Linked DNA regions of Triticum aestivum: region 1 is linked to region 2. A link is a contact called in public Hi-C data. All regions are on one chromosome and are shown on one strand. Each heading gives the region's core, a stretch centred on a gene start, on an enhancer-like site or on the middle of the called end of the contact. The rest is flanking DNA. Distances are from core to core; before and after follow the strand shown. Region 1 holds the start of LOC123098115 (RNA demethylase ALKBH10B). Region 2 holds the start of LOC123098113 (protein TITANIA).

Region 1 (5,634 bases), core at 1,190-3,689, 330 kb after region 2:
TTTTTAATCATGCCATAATCAATATCAGCGAGAACAGAAAATATGAACTTATTGCACCTACAGAAATCGTTGAGCGGAAGACATAGAAGGACAGTATGATTACCAAAGCCCGTATATATTATGTACAAAAAGTAGTCGTTTTGTTATGATATAATTGAAAATTGAGTTCTAGTATATTATACAAACGAAACAGGTGTAATATCTGTCATATTATATCTCTATGCCCTCAGATTCTAGCCCCAAAAAAGTAAGTGATGCAGAACGTAGATTCTTCTCCTTTTATCAAACTTAATAACAAAAAGAAATATGGCATTATTCTTTTATAATTAATATAATTAATGTAGCATTTCTAGCCCGCAAATCTAATAATAGCATACTGCTTTATTTGTTGTGGCATTGGTAAAGCACAGGTCATCAACTTTTATTATATAATAAATATCTCAAAACTAATGATCTATGGCGTGACGAGTTAGCACGACGCCAACAACGCCTCCCATGTCAGCCAGAATCCCAACACGGAGCGAGAGCGCACTGCTATGTGGCATAATCGGACGACTTGGGCAGGAATCATGCTCTAGGACGTTGCACCGACGCTTGGGCAGGAATCATTGGTAAAGCACAGGTAACCAACTTTTTATTGTATAATAAATAGCCCAAAACTAATGATAGACTACGGCATGACAAGTTAGCACGACACCAGCAACGCCTCCAACGGTAGCCAGAACTCAGAGCTGAAGCAGAACACTGATGCATGGCATAATCGGACGGTTTGGGTGGAATCATGCCCTAGGACGTTGCGCCGAAAGTTTGCGCCATACCTTTTGCCGTATGAAATAACCATCTCATTGATCCATTCAGCTACTGAACAAACAGAACCGTTGTATGGTCAGAAGGATAACTTTATCAGTAGCTTAGGGCCTGTGCAATTAGGGGTATTTGTATAGAGCTACACAAGACAGAACGCAAAAGCTTACCCTTTTAGGACCTGAATACTACTAATTAGTATTAAACAAGAAAGCAAAAAAGAAATAGACAGGAGTAACTGCATGGCATAATCAGACCGCTTGGGTGGGAATCATGCCCTAGGACGTTGCGCCATATCTTCTGCCGTAAGTAATAGCCATCGCATTGATTCATTCAGCTATTGAACAAACAGAAACGCGGAATGCTAAAAAGGAAAATGTTTCAGCCTGAAGCAACTCAAATTGATCTTACACGTACCTACCCTACACATAGATATCTTTGCACAGAAAAGCTACATTTGGACAACTTTATCCAGTAGGTTAGGACCTCCCCAATTAGAAATTTGTGTATAGAGCTACACAAGACAGAAGGCAAAAGGCGCCCTTTTAGGACCTGAATACTTATATACTCCCTCCGTTCCAAAATAGATGACCCAACTTTATACTAAAGAAATAAAAAAATACAAAGGAGTAACTGCACTTTACCAATCGGGACAGGAATTTTGACGGCAGACACCCTCACCTGGAGGGAAGAGGAAGATTTTACTCTATGCATACCCGATATCACACCTCTATTCATCCAATTAGCAAGCAGGTGTCTCGACACCAGAAACCCATTTCATGGATCGAACCATTTTAGGACCCAACAAAACAAAAGACGAGAAAAGGCGCCGTCCTTTGTAACAACAGACGACACTAGCAGGTGTACCAAACAAACAGAGAAACGAAGAGAAGACGCCTCACCATCTTTATCGGATCCGGCAGGCGGGACGTTGCCTGCACCACGCGGCGGATCGTAGCGATGGTGCGCGGCGTGGCGGTGGTGGGAGTGGGAGTGGTTGTGGGAGGGCGCGAAGGACGGGCGGCGCGGAGGAGGCGGCGGCGGGGCCGGCGAGACGACGGGGCCGTGCTGCTGCGGGGGCGGCAGGCGGCGGCGCCAGCCGGACTGCTGCAGCGCGTAGGCGACGTCGGCGACGGGGAAGAACTGCTGCATGTGGATGACGGGCGCCCAGTGGTGGCGGCGCTGCTGCACGGCGGCGAAGACGTGGTCGTACTCGCCCGGGTCGCCGACGGCGCGGAGGTGCACGACGAGGAGGTCGATGATGGCGTTGGCGGCGGCGAACTCGCCCCGCAGCCAGGAGATGAAGCCGTCGCGCTCGTCCATGAGCCAGCCGGCGGGCTCGGCGGCCCCGTGCACGGGCACGGCGCCGCCGGCGGGGGAGGGGATGACGGCCGCGGAGGCCATGGCCGTGCCCTCAGTGGGGGCCGAGGGTCATAGAAGGGCAATGCGAGCGGGAGATCTAGGGTTTTGGCAAGTTTTTTCCCCTTGTTCCAATGGTTTATTTCGCCCGGCCCGGTGGCAGCTCTGCGACGAGGAGGAGAGACGGGGGAGGGACGGAGGCTAGCGGCAGTGTCTGCTAGTGTGAAGGGGAGGAGGAGGAGGAGGCCGCGATATGTGAAGCGGAGGCGGATCTGGGGGAGCGGAGATTCCCGAAATGCCAGGCGGAGCGGTGGACGGCTCGACGGGTGCAAAACCTAACCATCGTACGGCCCCGATGGGCCGACGCGTCGGCCCGGGACCCGCATGTCGGCGTGTGGGGCTTGGACGTGGGGGTGGGCGTACGCGGGCGCTCGTGTGGGGTTTTGCGGGCTTTGAGATTCGGGATTTGACCGGTGGCAGTGAAAGACGGAACGGACACAGTCGTGCGGTTACGGGCAAAGAAGACCGTTTGGCCAGGTGGGTAGTGGTAGTAACAACGGCGCTAATTTTTTTTCCTTCACGGCCCACCGGTAAGTGGGTGTCAGCTGCGCGGGCCCACGCTTTAATGCGGGTTGTTGACGGATGGGGCCGTTGGCACGCCGCGGGACGGGACGGCGTACCTCTCTCGTCTGGTCTCGTGGGCGCTTTACGCTACCACGGCGTCGGCGGCCCACCCGTCATGGAGGACGAACCGCCCCCGGCTCGCTCACGTCGGGCCCTGCGTCAGCCACATTTGGCTGGCTTGGTCTCTCCGGCACGGCTCGTTCAAAGAGTGAGTTCGTTCGGTCGGTCGTTCGGTTCAGCTGGAGAAAATCCCGTGTTGACCGAGTGTTGGTAATCGTAGGCATACTATACGATACGACGTTGGCTCCCACGCCAACGCCGTACTGTACTGTACTTGTACTCCTGTCCACCCCCACCGTGACCGTGACCGGCACGGCACGGCACGGCGCGGCGCGAGGGAAGGAGATTAGTTAACGCTGATTGCGCGTTGGGGCGGGGGCCGCTCGGTTTGGTGAGCGGGCGATCCTAGGCCGGCAGGGTATGGCGCCGTGTGCTTTTCGTAAAAATGGTTTGATTTTCTCGTCCGCGTGACCGTGGCTATGTTGTGGTGTGGTGTGGAGAGAAGACAAGCACGAGGGGATCGGCTTGGCGGCGAGGGTGCGAAGGTGGCCGCACCGAGACATGTTCGCCACTAGATTACGTTATTGCTGCGGAAAGCGTGAGGTTCCTTGTATGACAATCTTACTACTACCCTGTTTGTTGAGGAAGATGCAAGGAATGGTCTTCGGTCCGTGTCGAACGGGAGCTGAGCTCGGTAGTGCTACGAGTCAAGTGTGTGACTGCCAGGTGCGTGCCGCCGTGTTTTCCCCACAAAACGGAGACCCGCCGCCACGACCGTGTTTGACTAACCTGCCTGCCCCAGAAACTCCTCCATCGCCCGCACGTGTTTCCACCCGAAAAGATCAACGCCGCTCCTAAGCACCAGTGTAGCATTCATGCTGGCTCAGAACGACACGACCTCTCACAACGCTCTGACACTGGAACGGCACGCCGGCCTGGAGCGCCGCCCTTGCCACTTCACGGTGCATGCGGCCGGCCCGCGTTCAACGGCGGCATGTCTCTCCGTCTGCCTACATTAAACATGTGTGTGGTTGCCGATAAACGGCAAGCCAACGTCACTTATCCGTCCGTCTGCCCATCATTAATCACGTCGCCAGTTGCCCTGCCCCCCCCCCCCCGGCGCTATATGAACCGCGGGCTCGATCATAGCCACATCCATCATCATCCATTCCCTTTCTCCTCTCTGCACCACACTCGCCATGGCCTCCTCGAGCTCCAAAGCCGTGTGTGACAGTCTCTCGTCCGAACAGTAAAAGGAGATCGCCGCAACTATAGTCGGCTCGTAGGCCAGCAGGCAAACAGAGGCTGGCGTTGCGTACGTCCTAGCGGAGGATGCGGCCGAGGACGAGCCAGCGCCACCCTCCTCGTCGGTCCATGCCGGCATCACCATGGGTGAGGTCGAGGCATGTGCCCACTACACGGACATGGTGCTGGAGGGGCGGGAGGCCGCGTTCCAGCGAGTGCAGGCCGACCATGCCTACAACCTCCGCCTCCTCGACGAGCACTGGCGCGCGGAGGAGCTACTCGCCGCCTGCACGGCCATCGCGTCGGATGTGGCTGTGGTCGAGTGGGAGGCGTTTCGACTCCTATCGCACCGCCCGCAAAACCCGTCGCGACCACTGGCGGTACCACAAGCATTAGGCAGACCTAAAAGACACATTCAAGGAGTTCAGCGAGGCATATGATCTCGTTTGAGATTTGAGTTGATGATGAAGGCACCCGTCCAAGGACAAGGAGGACATCGCCAGCTCCGCCACGACCACGAAGCTGGCACGTCCGTGGGCGCCGGAGACAGTGAGGAAGAGTAGAGCATGGAAGGTGGCCGGCGCTTGGGTCCCAGGAAGGCCACCGCTCTTTCGCTCCCGCTGAAGCCAAGCTTGGCGGGCTCAACATCATTGGCCGATTAGCTTCTGGCAAAACGGTGGAGGCGGCGGTGGAGGCGGAGCTTCATTTTTCGGGGCTCATGGCTGGCCCGAGATGGGGAACAGGCGCCAGTGGTCATTTCAGGCTAAGTTAGTCCAGTCTAGTGCAAATATGTCGAAAACCACCCGGTTTATTTTTAAAAAATATTCAAGTTTCAATGAAATTTGTCCAATTCTGTTTAAATATGCATCAAATTTGTTCCCCCTGTCCACGGGCGGATGCGGTGTTCGGTTTGTGGGTGAGCGCTGGAGATGCCCTAAGGTTTTGGTGGGTCTTAGAGCATCTATAGCATCCTCAAACACCATCTATCTGTCCCGGCGAACGGGTTAGTGACCAGCCATGAAATCGTGACCCAGTCGGGCTTCTCAAACCAACATGTACATCTAGGCTGATCGGCACCCCCATATCTGCTGCGGATATGAGGACACGCGGACGCACCCAGGCTTGTTCGCCACGTTGGATCCAACAGACAGGACCCACCACAAAATCCCCCGGACCTTACCAGGTGAGTCATTTGCTCTCTGCTACTTTTTGAGCTTGCGTTGGTTTTTCCCTTAAAGAGGAAAGGGTGATGCAGTAAGGTAGAGATAAATATTTTCCTCGGTTAAGAACTAAGGTATCAATCCAGTAGGAGAAACTGATACGTCTCCAACATATCTATTTTTTCATTGTTCCATGCTGTTATATTATCATTCTTTATAATCTTTTTATATCTTTTTTGGGACTAACCTATTGACATAGTGCCCAGTGCCAGTTGATGTTTTCTACTAGTTTTTCACATCGCAGGAAATCAATATCAAACGGAGTCCAAATGCAGCGAAACTTTTTTTGGATTTTTTTGGACCAGAAGACACCTGTTGGGCC
Region 2 (6,345 bases), core at 503-3,002:
GTTGTTCAATGCATCCGGCAGGGAGATAACTTTCTTTGAAAGCATGCTGAGGACCTCTTCAGCCTTGGCATGAAGCCCCTTTCCCTCAAAATCATCACTAGCAGCAAATATCTTCCTGACAACATCTAGCTCTTTCATCAGCGTCTCAGCATTCCAGTTCTCTGCGCAGCAATTGAACACCTCCTTAACAAATCCAAACATCTCAGAAGAATGGCTGCAACCAAGACACTGGAACTGCATCTCAGTCGTCCCTATCGGCCCCTTGAGTGTCGGGCCTGGTCTGATCAAGTTCCTCTCCAGACCGCACGCAGCATGGCACCAATGGCCGCAAACGTCACAACCGACCCAGCTGCAGGTATTTGCAGCACAGTCAAACTTGTGGCACACCGGGCACATACATGCGCCACAGAACCCTTTGTTGCTGGAGCAAATCTTACACTCGCAATCGTCCACAGGCAGCATGCTCTTGCAGTTGAGGTTGCGGCACCGTGTCATGAGGAACATCTCCACGAGCTCGCTGCTTGGTACGCGGCCCTTGCCGGTGACAAACGCGGCCGAACCAGTCTTGATGGCCACCAGGATCTCCAACTGCGTCCTGTTGGCCCGCGCCAGTGCCTCGGCCGTCAGGTCCGACCTGCGCTCCAGCCTCCGCTGCAGGCTGGCCAGCTCGTCCCTCTTCTCCGGAGCATCAACCATGCTCCGCACCGCCGCCCGCAGCACCTCCAGAGACTCGCTGGGGAACTCCTGCAGCACATGCGCCATGGCCGACACAGAGTCCGACACGATGTCCCGCAGGATCCTATCAGGCCGCGACGTATGCCCGCCGCGGCCGCCGTCAAAGCTGCCACCCGCGCTGGCCGCCGCCATCTTGGCGGGGAGCTCAGTGGGGAAGAAGGCGGAGGTGCCCTCCTTCATCGGCGGCGTGGCGAAGGCGACGCTGCCGTCCCCCATGGGGCGGAAATTGAATCTGCTGTGCACGGAGCCGTTGGTGCCCTCCCCGGCGGCGTAGATGTCGGTGGAGTTGTGCGTGAGGGAGCAGCTGGGGTTGTGCGAGAACATGGAGTAGGAGTAGGACATGTCGTCGGAGTTGATGCTCCGGGTGCGGCCCGTGGTGGCGCTGTAGGTCCGCCTGGGGGGCGGCGCGGCGGCGGCGCCGGCCGACGCTGCCCGGAGATCTCCATCGGCGGCGGGGACCGACGGGAGGTGCTGCTGCTGCTGCGCCTGCGCCTGCCCCTGCCCGGGCCCGTCGGACGGGAGGGAGAGCGAGAGCTGGAGGGAGTCGAGGCGGGGCTTCTTCCCGCCGACCACGGAGGAATCGTCCCCGGGGGGATCGCCGCGCTTGGGCGCGGAGAGATGGAGGAAGTCGCGCTCGACGCAGAGCTTGGCGTTGGCGGCGTCGGCCGCGGCGTCGGCGGCGGGGTTGGGGTTGGGAGGGGAGGAGGGCCCCGGCGCCGCTGCCGCTGCGGCCGCGGAAGCAGCGGCCTCGGCGGCGGCGGCGGATGCGAGGGTGGGCTTGTCGCAGAGGTAGCTGCTGAGGGTGAGCTCGCGGTTGGGGAAGGGCTGGTCGGCGGGCGGCGGCGCGGCGCCGGGGTCCTTGGATCCGTCGGAGTCGCCGAACATGGCCGCCGGATTCGCGGCGATTTCCTGCGGGCTGCTGCGGGGCGCTCGGACGGGGGTGGGTTGGGGTTGACTTCCGCACGCCGAGACGCGGAAATGGGGCGGAAGGACGGGACGGCGGGGGGTGGGAGGAAACTGTGAGCGCAACTATTTTTTAACCTGTTGCTTTTGGTCTGTCCCGAGGCCTTGTTTACTTTTTCTTTTCTCTCTCTCCCGTGAGATGATGAGATGAGAAGACTGGGGGCTAGTGGAAGGGGGGAATGAATGTCTCGTCGCAGCAGAGGAGCTTCCTTGCGCTCCCGGTGGCTGGCTGGCGCCCGTGACGTTCAAAGCAGCGTCGCCTTGCCGGAGCTACGGACGCGTGAAGCTTTTGGCCGTTTGCCCGTCTTCCCATGTGAGAAAACGGACGGTTGCGCCAGCACAAGTCGCACTGTCTCTCTCTGACTATTTGAAACGCGGAGATATTTACGAACTGTCTTCACTACCGCCGTCATTGCTCGTGCGTGAAAGTGGGGGAGTAGATGCAGTCGCGTAAAAAAAGCGGCACGTCAGTCGTGAGATGCAAACCCGTTTGGCACGCAGGCGACAAGAGGGGGTCAAACTGCATCATGTGATTTCGGACAGCGACGACGAACGATCGATCGATCCCGTGTTTCTCTCGGAAAGACGATCGGACCATCTCCACTCACGTGCAGGGCAAAGCAACCATCGGCTCATTTCCGTTCGCAAGAAGAAAAAAAACCGGCTCGGTGCGAGCGGGTAGAAAGAAAGTGTGGGCCGTTTGGTCTCGGTGGACTGCCGACGCGGCAGCAATCAGCAGTGGAGGTGGAGCACCCTCGGTGGGAGAATTTCTTAGCTTATCTCACGCCAGTCAGTGCGACGGCCTAGCTAGCTGTCTATCCATCCGTCCATTGTTAAGTGCGGCAACGACGCAATGCCAATAACTTGATCTCTACCATAATGCCCCATTGCTTCCATGTCGATACGGTCCCTCATATATAATGCCATCCAGCCTGAACTGGTCTGCATTTGATCTGAAAAATGATCTTAAAGACTTGCACGACGAGAAATGAAATGCAGTGGTTGAGAACTTGAGATGGCACATGCCCACTGCTTGGTCAGACGAATTCCAAACGGCATTCAATTGTCAATTGGGCTAACAGGGTGTGCTTGGTTTCTATGTCAACCCCCACGCCGCCAGCCGCCCAGCTAACTCAGGTGATAAATTACGTCGAAAAACATAGGCTGTTTTATGAATCCTCGCCGGTTGCCACCCGTTGACCGGCCGGACATCTGTTTTTTTATACACCATTTTCTCTGTCGATCCTACGCGTTCAAATCAAGCTGTGCTGCATCCCCGTCCCCTACGCCGCAGGCCCGTGGCAGTCAGCCCAGCCTCGTCTGGGGGTTCTGTCGACCGAGCTTCATGCCGAGATTGTCTAAACCTGTATAACGCCGCGACTCGCAAAATAACCGCTAAAATACAGATCGACACGGAAAATTCTGCCTGACCAGGCCCCGCAAATGCGTCCGATCCGTAAAAGTTTTTGCGTGGCGCGGCAAAAGTTCACCCTTAACCTTTAGATTCACGGGGTGGGAGGCCGACCCGAGCTCGCCTCCTATCCGCAGCGAGATTTGGCGCGAGGGAAATTTCCGCGCGGCCGTTCCCGCTCCTCGGCCGCCATTGCCCCGTCACCGCGCGCTCCGGTCCATCTTCCCCACCATTCTTCGCCGCCATGGAAGCCTCCCAACCGTCCCCCGTCACTGTGGAGGTCGCGCACGCGCAAACCCCTCCGGCGGATCTCGTCGCCGGCCATGTCGCCCCCGCGGTCGCCCAAGGCACCAACGCGCCTGCCCACAAGCGGCAGGGCAACGTTGTCGTGCAGGGCGGCAATCCGGTTGACCCCGCCGGAAAGGCACACGCGCCGGGCGCCGCCGCCGCCGCCGCCGCCGCACGATCTGCCCGGGCGCCGGCGGAGAAGGTGAGCAAGGTTTCGGGCGTGAAGCGGAAGAAGGTTCCTATGAAAAGGCCGGCGCCTTCGTCCACTCCCTCCGCCCCGGCGAGATGTTCCCCGACGATGCTGTTCAACGGCATTGCTTCCACCGCAGGCGAGGTGTTCGATGAAATGGCCGAAAGGTATGCATCTTTGATCCCTTGTTCTCGCTTCGCTTTTCGCCATTGTGATAGCTCGTGACTTGATGTCACTCAATGTAGCGGTGGTTCGAACAATGCCACTGCCAAGTTCGTGAACTTGTTGGACACCAACGCCGTCGACATCGATCAAGCCCCGTTCGCTGATTTCAATTACAGTGAAATGAAGGATGGCGTGGATGACCACGGTGGTGAAGATGAAGCGAAGGAGGTAGATGAGGGGCGTATGAGCAAGCGCAAGCAAAAAAAATCGTGAGATCGAAGAACTATATGATCTTGGAAGATCAAATCTTGATCAAGGCTTAGAGTGCGGTGTCTCTTGATGCTTGCACGAGTACGTCTCAAACCTCCAAGAGATATTGGCAAAGAATCGAAGATCAATACTTCCGCATGATGGCCAAGCATCCCAATAGGACACCACGGACCTTCCGGTCACTCCAAGGTCGTTGGGACGTGATCAAGCCGATTTATAGCCGTTGGGCAGCTTGCTTGGACAAGTTCGCAATGCACCTCCAAGTGGAATCGTGGAATCCGACTATGTGAGTTCGTTTTCACGTCCCAAGTTTTGCGTTTGGAACAAGTTCGCAATGCACCTCCAAGAGCGACCAAGATGATGACGGATGAGGTCGTCGTTTTTGCTTGAAGTTCTTTTGCGTTTGTCCTACAAAACTATGATTTTATTTGCACGTGAATTATGTTTTATTGTTTGAATTTGAACTCATTTGTCGGAATCGTTGTCAAATTCGCTTATTGGGGGTTTTCGGTTTGCGGGTCGACGTGGCGGCGCCCGAATAGACCCCGCGTAGCCGACCCGTAAAAAAGGATATCTTATATCTTTTTTACGGGTCCGTTTTGCGGGTCTGACTCTGCCCTCACCCGCGCCGGCCCGCAAAGCCCTTTTTCCGTGAACTGTAAACGCGTTTTATGGGCCGGCGTTATACGGGGTCTGCTAGAGATGCTCTAACAGTCTGAATATTAATACTTCCGTGCAGATTTATTGGGCCCCTTCATATTTTGAGCCAGACTTTGACCATCTATAGACTACTAAAATATAAAATATATGATATAAAATTTATACTTTTTGAATTGTATTTAAAAGAGCTTTCCGATAATATAGTTTGCATTTTCTTAGTTAAATTTATAGATTAAATTTTAGCACAAAATAAGAGGGGGTTTAATAAAGCCGAGGCAGTAGGCAGTATCCCACGGCGCGAGCAACGGTCGGTCATCGTCTCTGTTGTCCATTAACTAGCGTTGCTTATTCGCTTTGGTTTTCTTTGTTTATACTCGTTTGGAAGGATGGATGAATGGATGATACACGTGCGTACACCGGAAGGCATGAAACTCTCAAGCATTCTTCTGAAAGAAACGGAATCCCAATCTGTACTTTCTGCGGCAGTATGTGTATGTCTCTCTCGATTCCGCAATTTGGCTCCGCATCTCCGCACTCTACTCCACTGTTTCTTTTTAGGCAACTCCACTGCTTTTTCTGTAAAGCTCAGGGATAGCGTAGTCCACTCGCCCATAAGCAAAGCAAAGAGCGCACTGAGTTCAGGCAGTATCATCGATCGACACAGGCTCCTCCACTTACAATTTCAGCAGATTTTTTTTTTGAGGGGTTACAGTTTCAGCAGATGGGCTAAAAGTAAAACCCCGTTATATATGGGCTGAATCAGAAAGAGACCGTTCAACCAACTCAGGCTGTTCAACCAACTCAGGCTGCAATGGGCCAGTCCGGAATTTTATTTATCTTTTTGTTCACCGGTTTTCTCCCAGTTTCATTTTCTTTTCGGGTTTTACATTTTCTTCTCTATATTTTTATATTTTCTGAATATTTCATAAATTATGAACGTTTTCTCAAATTTGTGAACATTTCTTGTATCACGATTGTTTTCCAAGTGCACAAACATTTTGAATTCGTGAAAAACAATTTAAACTTGTTAACATTTTTAAATCCGCATACATTTTTAATTCATGTGAATAAATAACATTGGTACCTCTTTCTGTATTTACAAATAACTTTTGAATTTCTGAATATTTATTTAATTCATGAACTTTATTGAATTCGTGAACTCTTTAAAATTGAAGAGCATTTTCTAAGCTGGTGACATTTTATAAAACTGTAAACATTTTTCAGATTCGTAAAAAATGAATACATGAACTTCTTATAAATATACGAAAAAAATTATTCCACTATTTTTTTCAAATTCGTCAACTTTTAAATTTTTGGAACTTTTTAACCTCATGAAATTTTTTCCAATTAATGAACTTTATTGCATTCGTGAACTCCTTTCTAAATTAAAAATCATTTTCTAAGATGTTGATATTTTTAAAATTCAATAAAAAACTTTATATGCATGTGTGGAGTTTTAATAATTTTGCTATTTTTGGGAATCTGTCAACATTTATCGAATGCATGAACGTTTTCTAAATTCATGGATGTATCTTAAATCCGTGAACATTTATATAAATTGTTAAATTTTTATGAATTCATGAATTTCTTTGGTATTAATGAATATGTTTTGAATACATGAATATATTTTAATTTAATGACTTTTTTAAATTTGGGAACTAAT

What was found. A called contact is a pair of places that touch in the nucleus more often than the background predicts.
Region 1: a Hi-C map of leaf shows a contact between it and region 2, with 2.3 times the contacts expected there. The contact joins the promoter of LOC123098115 here to the promoter of LOC123098113 in region 2. A contact is called at or near these places in 3 of 5 Hi-C or Micro-C datasets (all in leaf).

What each region holds. Positions count from the first base shown.
Region 1 is chr4D:390,554,411-390,560,044 of IWGSC CS RefSeq v2.1, forward strand. LOC123098115 (RNA demethylase ALKBH10B) reads right to left here and starts at 2,440. Exons shown (of 8, transcript XM_044520006.1): 1 at 1,707-2,440. The coding sequence starts at 2,208.
Region 2 is chr4D:390,229,783-390,236,127 of IWGSC CS RefSeq v2.1, forward strand. It overlaps LOC123098113 (protein TITANIA), which reads right to left and starts at 1,753. Exons shown (of 2, transcript XM_044520002.1): 1 at 1-1,753. The coding sequence starts at 1,620.